Linked DNA regions of Macaca mulatta: region 1 is linked to region 2. Evidence: chromatin contacts called from public Hi-C data. All regions are on one chromosome and are shown on one strand. The core of a region is the stretch at or near the end of the contact, and the rest is flanking DNA. Distances in the headings are between cores, read along the strand shown.

Region 1 (4,526 bases), core at 1,505-4,004, 68 kb after region 2:
CAAAAAAAAAAAAAAAAGTCAATCTTAGAATGGAGTAACAATCAGGTCACACAAGGAGGTTAAGATTCATTAACAACAAATAAAGGAGCAGTCATCCCTAGGGCAGCTGCGTAACAGTACCTCTAAGTTTCAATCCATGTCTGCTTAGCCTTCACTCCTTCCTCCTATCTAGTTGTACTTTAACATCAAAAACTCACAAGATGAAGACAGTAATATAATATTTTGGTACAAAAACAGCTGTAGGAAGAGGAGGAGGGGGGCCTGTCATTACGTTTCCCCCCTGAAAGGAAAACTAAGACTCCCAACATAAACAGGGCCTTGTGGGGGCAAGAGGATTGCAGGCACTTGGGCATGGAGTCTTTGGCTGCAGGAAGCACTCTGGTTATTCTTCAGGAATGGGAAAGGCGTGGCCCAAAGAGAGCATCTGTCTCAGAGCTCCACTCAGGGTCACCCCTCTCCAGAGGCCGGTGTGGGGTGGCTTCAGACTTCCACTGCACGACCTGGAGCACCAAGACCACACACCACAATACCAAATTCACCCAAGAAGAGGTCTGTGGGAGACAGGGACAGGAGTGTCAGGAATGGGACCATTTCAAATCCAGTCCTTCCCACCCACACACCACTCTTAACTGCTGAATTTCAGGCTGACAACCCCCTCAGCTCCTCTCACTGGTGAGCCAAGCTCATGATACACTGGTGAGCACCCACACAGCTACAGATACTTATGTGAATCTTTCCTTCTATCCTTGGGTCTCACTTCGGCATTGTGTAGGTTGGAGTAAAACTGCAGAGCAGTTCCAGGGGGTCTCCATGGAATTTTCTGGGCTTCAGAACAGCTGTGAGGTCAAAGAGACAGTTGTGAGAAAGGGTGATAGTTTATATCCGAGGCACACCTGTGCCCAGTGCCCTGTGAGTTGAGAGCAACTGATGGGGATAAAAAGGAAATTACAGGACCCTGGTGCAGAGGGAAGGTAGCCCCAGCCAGGCTTCCCTCCCTCTCCCATTACCTAATTGTAGTGTTCAGGGAGATGATGGAGTTGCAGAGAGACCTGGTGCCAAATCGAAGGATACAGGCAGACACCAAGACCAGGAAGATGGCTATAGCTGAGATGGCCAGTGCAATGCGCAGCCCTATAGAACCTCTGAGAGGGAGAGAACAAGCCTTGTGGTGGAGGCGAGGCTCATCCTACCTCAGACCCTGGCCCTCAGGGTTGGGCAGTCACCTGTGGCAGTCCTCAATGCAGCTGCTGTAGATCCAGAAGAGCAGAAGCAGGAGGCAGTAGAGGGCCAAGAGGCCAGAGGCCCCAGCTACAAAGTAGCAGAGGGATGGTGCGGAGGGATGGGATAAGGCCAGGGAGGAGCCATTCAGGGTGGCGACACCATACAGGGGACATCTACCACTGAAGGAGCCCTGTGGAGAGAAGCTGCTGAGTCCTAGATTTCAGGTTAATGCCTCTGGATGCAGTGTCTTGGTAGGTGTTAGTGATAACCTAGGCCACGACCATTCCAGGAAGTTATTTGTGCACTGTCAGTTCCTATTTCTGGGACAGAGATATTGATGGAGAGGGCCTGTTGGGGAATCAAACAGTGGCCAGAAGGATCAGAAAATAGCCAATGACTATAGAATACAACGAGCTTCAGAGAAGCCTCATTAATTCTGGTCTTTGTGCAGAAACCTTAGAGTAAACCCAGGCCTTGTATATCCTTCAACAAATAACTACCTCTGAGGGTTTTTTTGTTGTTTTGTTTTTTGAGATGGAGTTTCGCTCTTGTCACCCAGGCTGGAGTGCTACCGCACGATCTCGGCTCACTGCAACCTCCGCCTCCCAGGTTCAAGCGATTCTCCTGCCTCAGCCTCCCAAGTAGCTGGGATTACAGGCATGAGCCATCACACCCGGCTAATTTTTGTATTTTTAGTAGAGGCGGAGTTTTGCCATGTTGGCCAGGCTGGTCTCTAACTCCTGACCTCAAGTCATCTGCCTGCCTCGGCCCCCCAAAGTGCTGGGATTACAGGCGTGAGTCACCGCGCCCTGCGGATCTCTGAGGTTTTCTCATGGTGTAAAATAGGCACACTAGTGCCTACTTTATAGGCATTAAATGAACCCATGTTTACTAACCAGATTACCTGGCTGGGGTAAACGATGTAAATTATTGGCTTCTACCTTTACGTCAGCCTTTTCTACATCTCTTATTTTGTCATTTAATACACTGTGCTGCAATCATGTGGCATCTTGATCATCTCCACTACACTATGCTTTATTTCCAGACAAAGCTCAGCACAAAAGGCTTCTGATTTAACGGATGGACGCAGGTTCCGCATCGACTTCTCTTTCAGAACCACAGTAAGGTCAGCAGGAGCCACGAAACCCGACTCCATCTAGTGCTTTAAGACGGTACTGACCCGTCCCTTTGGCGAGAGTACAACTTCGAAGTATGACCTGGCCCAGAGTAGCCACAAAGCGCGATTAGCCTCGCTGCATTTCAGGTACAGGCCGGTGCCAGCCGTGCCTTACCAGGTCCACCGGCTCCAAGCAGCAGCGAGCTCGGTCGGAAAGCGACAGTGGCCTCGCCACGTCAGGACCGGCCAGCTCCCCAGCCTACCTGACCCCGCCCTGCAGCCGCACCTGGGTCCGAGTCAGCGCCGCCGCCGCCACGGCCCCGCACAGGAAGGCGGCAGCAAACAGCGCAAGCTCGACGCGCTGCAGCCAGGGCAGCGCCATGGCGCCCTGACCACCAGGAAGCGCCGCCACAGCCTCAACCCGGCCAAACCCCACCTTATCCGGCGCGACCCACGAAAATGGAGACGTCACTTCCGGGGGCGGGATTTATTTACAAAGATGGAAGCGCTCACCTACTCAGAGCGGCAAGTACAGCGAGTAGTCCGAGAGCGCCCACCGGCGGGCGGGGCGGCTGGTGCGGCCGATCATGGGCAGCTTCTGCACGTAGCGGGAGGCCGGGCTAGGCCCGTACGGCGCGGGGAATGCAGTCTGGAAAAGGCGCCCGCGGCAGCGCCTCCCAGCCTGCCGCCCGGCGATGATGAAACGAAAGTGCGGGGCGCCGCGCGGGGCGAAACGGCTCTTCTGGAAGACGTCGCGGGTGCCGGTCCCGGGGCCCTGCTGCCGGGGTGCCCCGCGCGCCCGATGCACGCGCGGCAGGGGCCTGCTCTCAGAGGCCGCTGGCCCAGAGGCCGACGTGGGGCCGCCTCCGCCGCTGCCCCGGGGGCTCTCGTCGCCCTGCGGGCTGACCATGGCGCTTGCCGTCAGCTGCGGCATCTTCCGCACCGAGTCAGGGGCTGTCGCCGGCTCCTTCTTGTCCCCGGGCGGCCGCGGAGCGGTGGGTGCAGGTTGGCCGGTGCCGAAGCGTGTGGCCAAGCTGTCACCGAAGAAGGCGTAGAGCTCCCGGTAGATGTCCGCCAGGGTCACCGAAAGAGAAGGGTCCTCCTGCCCCGCTCCCCCTGGCGGCAGCGGGAGACCGGACCCAAAGCTGGGCTCTGCACCGCCCCCGGAGGACGACTCTTGCAAGAGAAGGCTATCCCATGGCAGGTCGTCCAGGCGCCGGCACCCCCTGCCACCTGGGCCACCCCTGTTGGGCTCTGCTGCCTGGGCCTTCATCTTCAGCAGTCGCTCTACGGCCACCTGTAAAAGCCAAGGACTAAGATAGGCAAAAAATTCGAGGAACCTGGGCCCATCAAATATTCCAAAGTAAGCCTGCTTGGCTGCTAAGCTCATGCAGGGGAGGGAGGCTGGAAGGGGATGGTACTCACCAGAATGGCTCCATAGACTTTGTGCCCATCTGCTTTGACCTGTGCATTAGATACTGAATAATCATCCAGCACAGCCTGCAAGTTTGTCCAGTACGTGGACAGGTGTGGGTACAGGACTCGTTCTACTGCCTGGAAGAGAAGGAATGCAGTTAGCGTCTCTTTGACACTTACTCCCTCTCTAGGACCCTTTCCCATGAAACACCTACCTTTATTTCTGATCCTAGACAGAGCTCAATCCTCCTAAATTCCCTGACTGGCATATTCAGCCATACATTTATTTGGAACCTACTGTATACCTAAGCTAGACATTGGGAATAAAGGTACAAAGGTAGATAATAAAGTGTCACAAAAGAAGTAGACAATAAAAAGTGTACCCAGTATCACTACCCTGTGTGCCAAGGGCTAAAACAATGCTCATTGCTAACAACTCCAAAATTTAGTTTGCATACTGCTACCCCATACAATCAGGCAAGTACTGGCTTCACTGAGATGTAAACTGAGACTCAGTTCAAACAATCTGCGTAAAAACCACCAACCAGAGACTTGGACTCTGATTATACAATTTAAAATCCTGTGATTGGCCAGGCGCAGTGGCTCACGCCTGTAATCCCAGCACTTTGGGAGGCCGAGGCTGAGACCTCCTGAGGTCAGGAGTTCAAGACCAGCATGACCAACAAGGTGAAACCCCGTCTCTACCAAAAATACAAAAATTAGCTGGGCGTGGTGGCAGGTGCCTGTAGTCCTATCTACTAGGAAGGCTGAG
Region 2 (4,350 bases), core at 462-2,961:
GTTACACTTGCTAGTATTGAATCCTCTTGCCTAAACTACTATGGCAATCTAATTAATGACCTTGTCTCCATCTTATCCCCCAATGTCTTATCACTTTCCTACTTAAAAACTCTCCCTGGTTTTTTTTTTCTATCTATGATTCAAGTGATTTAGCTTTGCTCTCAAGGTCCTGCTTATGTGGCTTTCCCCAGGAAATACATTCCAGTTTTATATTCTAATACTCCCCTTTTGCCCATCTTTCATGAATTGTAGCCACACACTTCTTTCTTTTTCTTGCACCAAGCTTGTGCTCCAGTTGTTTCTTTAACTGGAATTCCCCTCCGGAGTCTTTCAACCCTTTCAGGCCCAGACACTCTATAAAGCATTTCCCAACTGCCATTCCCACTCACAACCTCCCCAGCCTTGTCTGTCTACTCTGGGCCATCTTGATTTTCCATAGTTTATCTGTCCCACTTTTTTTTTTTTTTTTGAGACAGGGTCTCACTCAGTCATCCAGGCTGGAGTGCAGTGCAGTGGCTTGATCACAACTCACTTACAGCCTCAAATTTCTGGGCTCAAGCAATCCTCCCACCTCAGCTTCCCAAGTAGCTGAGGCTACAGGCATGCACCACCGCTCCTGGCTAATTTTTTCTATTTTTCTGTAGAGATGGGTATCGGTTTCTCACTATGTTGCTTAGGCTGGTCTTGAACTCTTGGGTTCAAGAGATCCTCCCACCTTGGCCTCCCAAAATGCTGAGCCAGGCCGGGTGTGGTGGCCTACGCCTGTAATCCCAGCACTTTGGGAGGCTGAGGCAGGAGGTCACCAGGTCAGCAGTTCGAGACCAGCCTGGCCAACGTGATGAAACCCCATCTCTCCTAAAAATACAAAAATTAGCGTGGCTTGATGATTGCGGGAGCCTGTAATCCCAGCTACTCAGGAGGCTGAGGAAGGAGAATCGCTTGAACCTGGGAGGCAGAGGTTGCAGTGAACCGACATCCCGCCACTGCACTCTGGGCGACAGAGCAGAACTCTGTCTCGGAAAAAAAAAAATGTTTATAAAGTGTGCTTGTACACGTAGATGTTTACCACGAACGACTGAACTAATGCTGTCCGGTCTCAGTAAAACAGTCTATAGCTGACTGCAACCATAGTGATCGGGCAGGAGTTGCAGCAGGCAGCACCGCGGGAGCCCTTTAAGGTTCCCCATCAATAAAGGGGGCTGTCATCCTACCTAGCTCTTGGGATTTTGATGGATTAATCGATTAATACAGTGTGCTTAAGACGGTGCTCCACAAATGTTAGCTAATGCTGGCCCGTAGTAGTCCAAGATCTAAAGAAAACGCACCAGAAGGCAGGACATAGGGGACCAGTTAGAAAAAAATCAGATCCTGTCTTCAGTGGAGCACTTACGCCCTGACTTACTTTACCGAAATGGCTCCCCCAAAGGGGACCTCCTCCCGAGTTTAGCTCGGGATCCAGTACCTGAGTCATCCCCCGCGCTGAGACCCTGGACACCAGCCTCCGAATGTGAGCCCGGCAGCTGGCGGGGAATCGAAACGACGGCGGTCGAGGCTTCAGGAGGCTGTAGCTCCATGGAGGCGGATCCTGCACACAGGTTTCGGGTGTGTGGGGGGAAGGGGGAGCTCAGAACAGGGTTAGCGGGTAAGCAGTCGTGACCGTCAGTCCAGGATCCGCGTGAGGCAGTGATCTCACCGCTCCTGCCACATGCACTGGGTGAGAAAACTAAGCCGCAATGCGGTCGGTGAGGTTCCGTAGGACGCATGCGCGCCCTTTTCGCGCCGCAAGTTCAGGTAGCGCTTTGTCCACGCCCTCCTTCCCTGGAACTCTCTACCCACAACTCCCCGGGGTCGCATGCGGTCAACGTATGCGCGTGCGCTCGCCATAGCACCGCCCCCAAATCCCGTGGGCCTCTGCGGGATGGTATTTAATCGTCTCTCCGTGCCAATTTCGGTCTCATTGTTCTACTGCCGCTGGTAAGTGATTTCGTAAGATTTGTAGCTGTCAGTGTTTTGTGCTTTGTCCGTTTCTTTTATTTTGAACGATTGTGCGGACATCGCATAGCACGCGCTATGCCTTCTGTGTTGTAGCTGTCTAGCCAGGGTGACTGGCGGGTGAGGTCTTGTGGGTGGCCTCGAGACTTAAATTAAGTAGCAGCGGGGCTTTGTGAAGGACAAGATGGCGATGGCGGGCCGTGCGGGTCCCCTCCCTATGATGAGGACCTTTTCACAGACCTGTACTGAGCTCCGTGAGGATAAGTGACTCTGAGGAGATGGGCCCTGCAAGCCTCCTACTTAGCCGTCGGCTCAGAAGATAGCGTTTTCGAAATGCCCTGTGTTGACCTAATGTCTTCTTGGACTCTTGTCTGCAGGGTTTACGCGCACGTTGGAATCGAAGAGAGCTCTATGTTACAGTAAGTTCTTATGGCCATTTCTTAACCTCTGCTCTTTCGTTGAGTGTGTAGAAGTTGCTACGGGGATGATTTTACAAACTGAACTCTCTCTTTCTGATGGATTAGTGGAGAAAACAAAAATTCTGAGTAGCACTGTACTGTACGCAATAAATGTCAGGGACTTATTGATTTGTCTGAGGTGTTAGTGAAGGCTGTTATTTTTTCAGATGTTTAGCCCACAAAAGCTCACTGGTGAAGGAATGGGACAAGACCCATCTTTCTGCAAAGCCAGCGTTACAGTAATGTTCCAGGTAGGTGTACATGCTTTTATGCTCTTACAGAGGAGACCTTGCTAGATAACCACTCCGTGATGAACACAAAATGACAAGCATATGGCTGAACTTATAAGTGATGTCATCTTACTACTGAGAAGTGACAGCGAGGTCTTCGGGGGTCTTTGAATGACTATTTTTAGGTACATAAAATGCCTTCCTCTGTTGTCTACAGCATCTCATAATCTATCCTGAGGAATTCAGCTGCCTCCCAGGGTGAATACAGGTAATTATTCAAATTGGTGTATGTCATCTCTGTAAATGTTCACAAGAGAACAAGTGGCCGGCGGAAGCAATTTTGTTTTTTGGCGCCTTCCATCTTGTTCCTCTTGAGATAATTTTCTGGGAAGCGAGATCGCAACCCGGTACTACAGTTCTTGTAAAGGTGCGCTGTTATCCTCATCCATATATCGATCACTTTACTGTCAGATGATTTGAATTGATAAGCTGATGTTCTGTGAGGTACAAAAATTAATAGCATGTTAGAGTTCTGATGGCAGTTGTTGATTTTGAATAAGTTTCATTCCATCCTAATACCTTAAAATAACTAATTTGCTTTGCTTTCCAGGTATTCCTCATGACAATCTGCCTCTATCTTACAGTACGTTGCTTTTTTAATTCTATGGGCCTATTATCTAATTGATAACTTAGCCATCTTGATGTTTGTTACCAAAGCCTGCTTAAACCATAAAGTTTTCTGGTTCCTCTTGTTCTCTGTAGTGATGTTTCCAGACCTCCCCTTTTTTCTCTCAGATAGATGCCCACTGATCTGCCCAGGGTCAGACTAGTGCTTGTCAGTTGTAGGTTTCCACGGTTCAGCTCCAATGAGGAGGAAACATCCTGCCTCAGCCCTGTTCTAGCCTGGGAACCAGTAATTGTGAACCCACCAGGATTAACTGAAAAAGGGCATGAGAGCTTATTCCATAAGCTGTCTGAGGCATTTGGTTACCTTTTCTTAGCTTGTCCACTAGCAACCGTAACTAAAATAGTTTTGGCTGTTTGGGATAATTAGCTAATTGATTGATTTTTTTGATTCAGGAGCAGCTTGTTGCCATATACTATTGAAAAACCTTCAGAGCTGAGAGGTTAGTTGATTTTTTTTTTTTTTTTTTTGCTCCTTACCGCTTATGCCACCAAGTAGACAGTTTCTATGATGAATCAAACTAGCTCACTATGACTGACAGTGAAAATACATGAACACCTGAGAAATTGGAGAATGCAGGGAGTGGGGGGTAACCATGTCTGAGGAATCTTTCACCCACAGTTTTGTTTTTCTCTAGGTGTTATTAACCAATAACCTCTTTGGCTCTAAGGTGAGTAATTTCACTGTATTCAATGCATCCAGCATATAGAGTAGAAAAAACTGCCTTTTTAGGCCTGTATATATGATGACTTACATGGAATCTCGTTCGGCTGATGACTTGCTGTTGAGACTCTGAAATCTGATTTTCTAAGAATGATGCGTGGGAACAACTTAATGCAGGATAGGAGAAGCACTACTGACTTGGTCTTCCTCCTTTCAGGGCCAGCACCTTCTCTCTAGCACTCGAGGAGTTTGAGGTAAGTGGCTTTGCAATAGCTGCCATCAATGGCTGCTATATACAATTTTCTGTGATTTTTGTGTGTGA

Evidence for each region. A called contact is a pair of places that touch in the nucleus more often than the background predicts.
Region 1: a Hi-C map of liver shows a contact between it and region 2, with 3 times the contacts expected there. The contact joins the promoter of TMEM179B here to the promoter of SLC3A2 in region 2. A contact is called at or near these places in 5 of 14 Hi-C or Micro-C datasets (CD4 T cells, blood, cortical neurons and 2 more).

What each region holds. Positions count from the first base shown.
Region 1 is chr14:11,268,795-11,273,320 of T2T-MMU8v2.0, forward strand. TMEM179B (transmembrane protein 179B) reads right to left here and starts at 2,755. Exons shown (of 5, transcript NM_001194702.2): 1 at 2,625-2,755; 2 at 1,224-1,411; 3 at 1,008-1,142; 4 at 758-836; 5 at 47-551. The coding sequence starts at 2,720. The coding sequence ends at 390. It overlaps TAF6L (TATA-box binding protein associated factor 6 like), which reads right to left. Exons shown (of 12, transcript XM_077962525.1): 11 at 3,764-3,892; 12 at 2,811-3,635. The coding sequence ends at 2,856. It overlaps TMEM223 (transmembrane protein 223), which reads left to right. Exons shown (of 2, transcript XM_015113958.3): 2 at 1-117.
Region 2 is chr14:11,201,346-11,205,695 of T2T-MMU8v2.0, forward strand. SLC3A2 (solute carrier family 3 member 2) reads right to left here and starts at 1,712. Exons shown (of 12, transcript XM_077962507.1): 1 at 1,463-1,712. The coding sequence starts at 1,574. It overlaps LOC718486 (a long non-coding RNA gene), which reads left to right and starts at 1,086. Exons shown (of 10, transcript XR_013403642.1): 1 at 1,086-1,974; 2 at 2,370-2,411; 3 at 2,618-2,701; 4 at 2,898-2,948; 5 at 3,291-3,323; 6 at 3,761-3,807; 7 at 4,003-4,035; 8 at 4,246-4,282. It overlaps LOC114672513 (small nucleolar RNA SNORD26), which reads left to right and starts at 2,469; the gene lies at 2,469-2,542. LOC114672512 (small nucleolar RNA SNORD27) reads left to right here and starts at 2,753; the gene lies at 2,753-2,824. It also overlaps LOC114672511, LOC114672519, LOC114672510 and LOC114672514.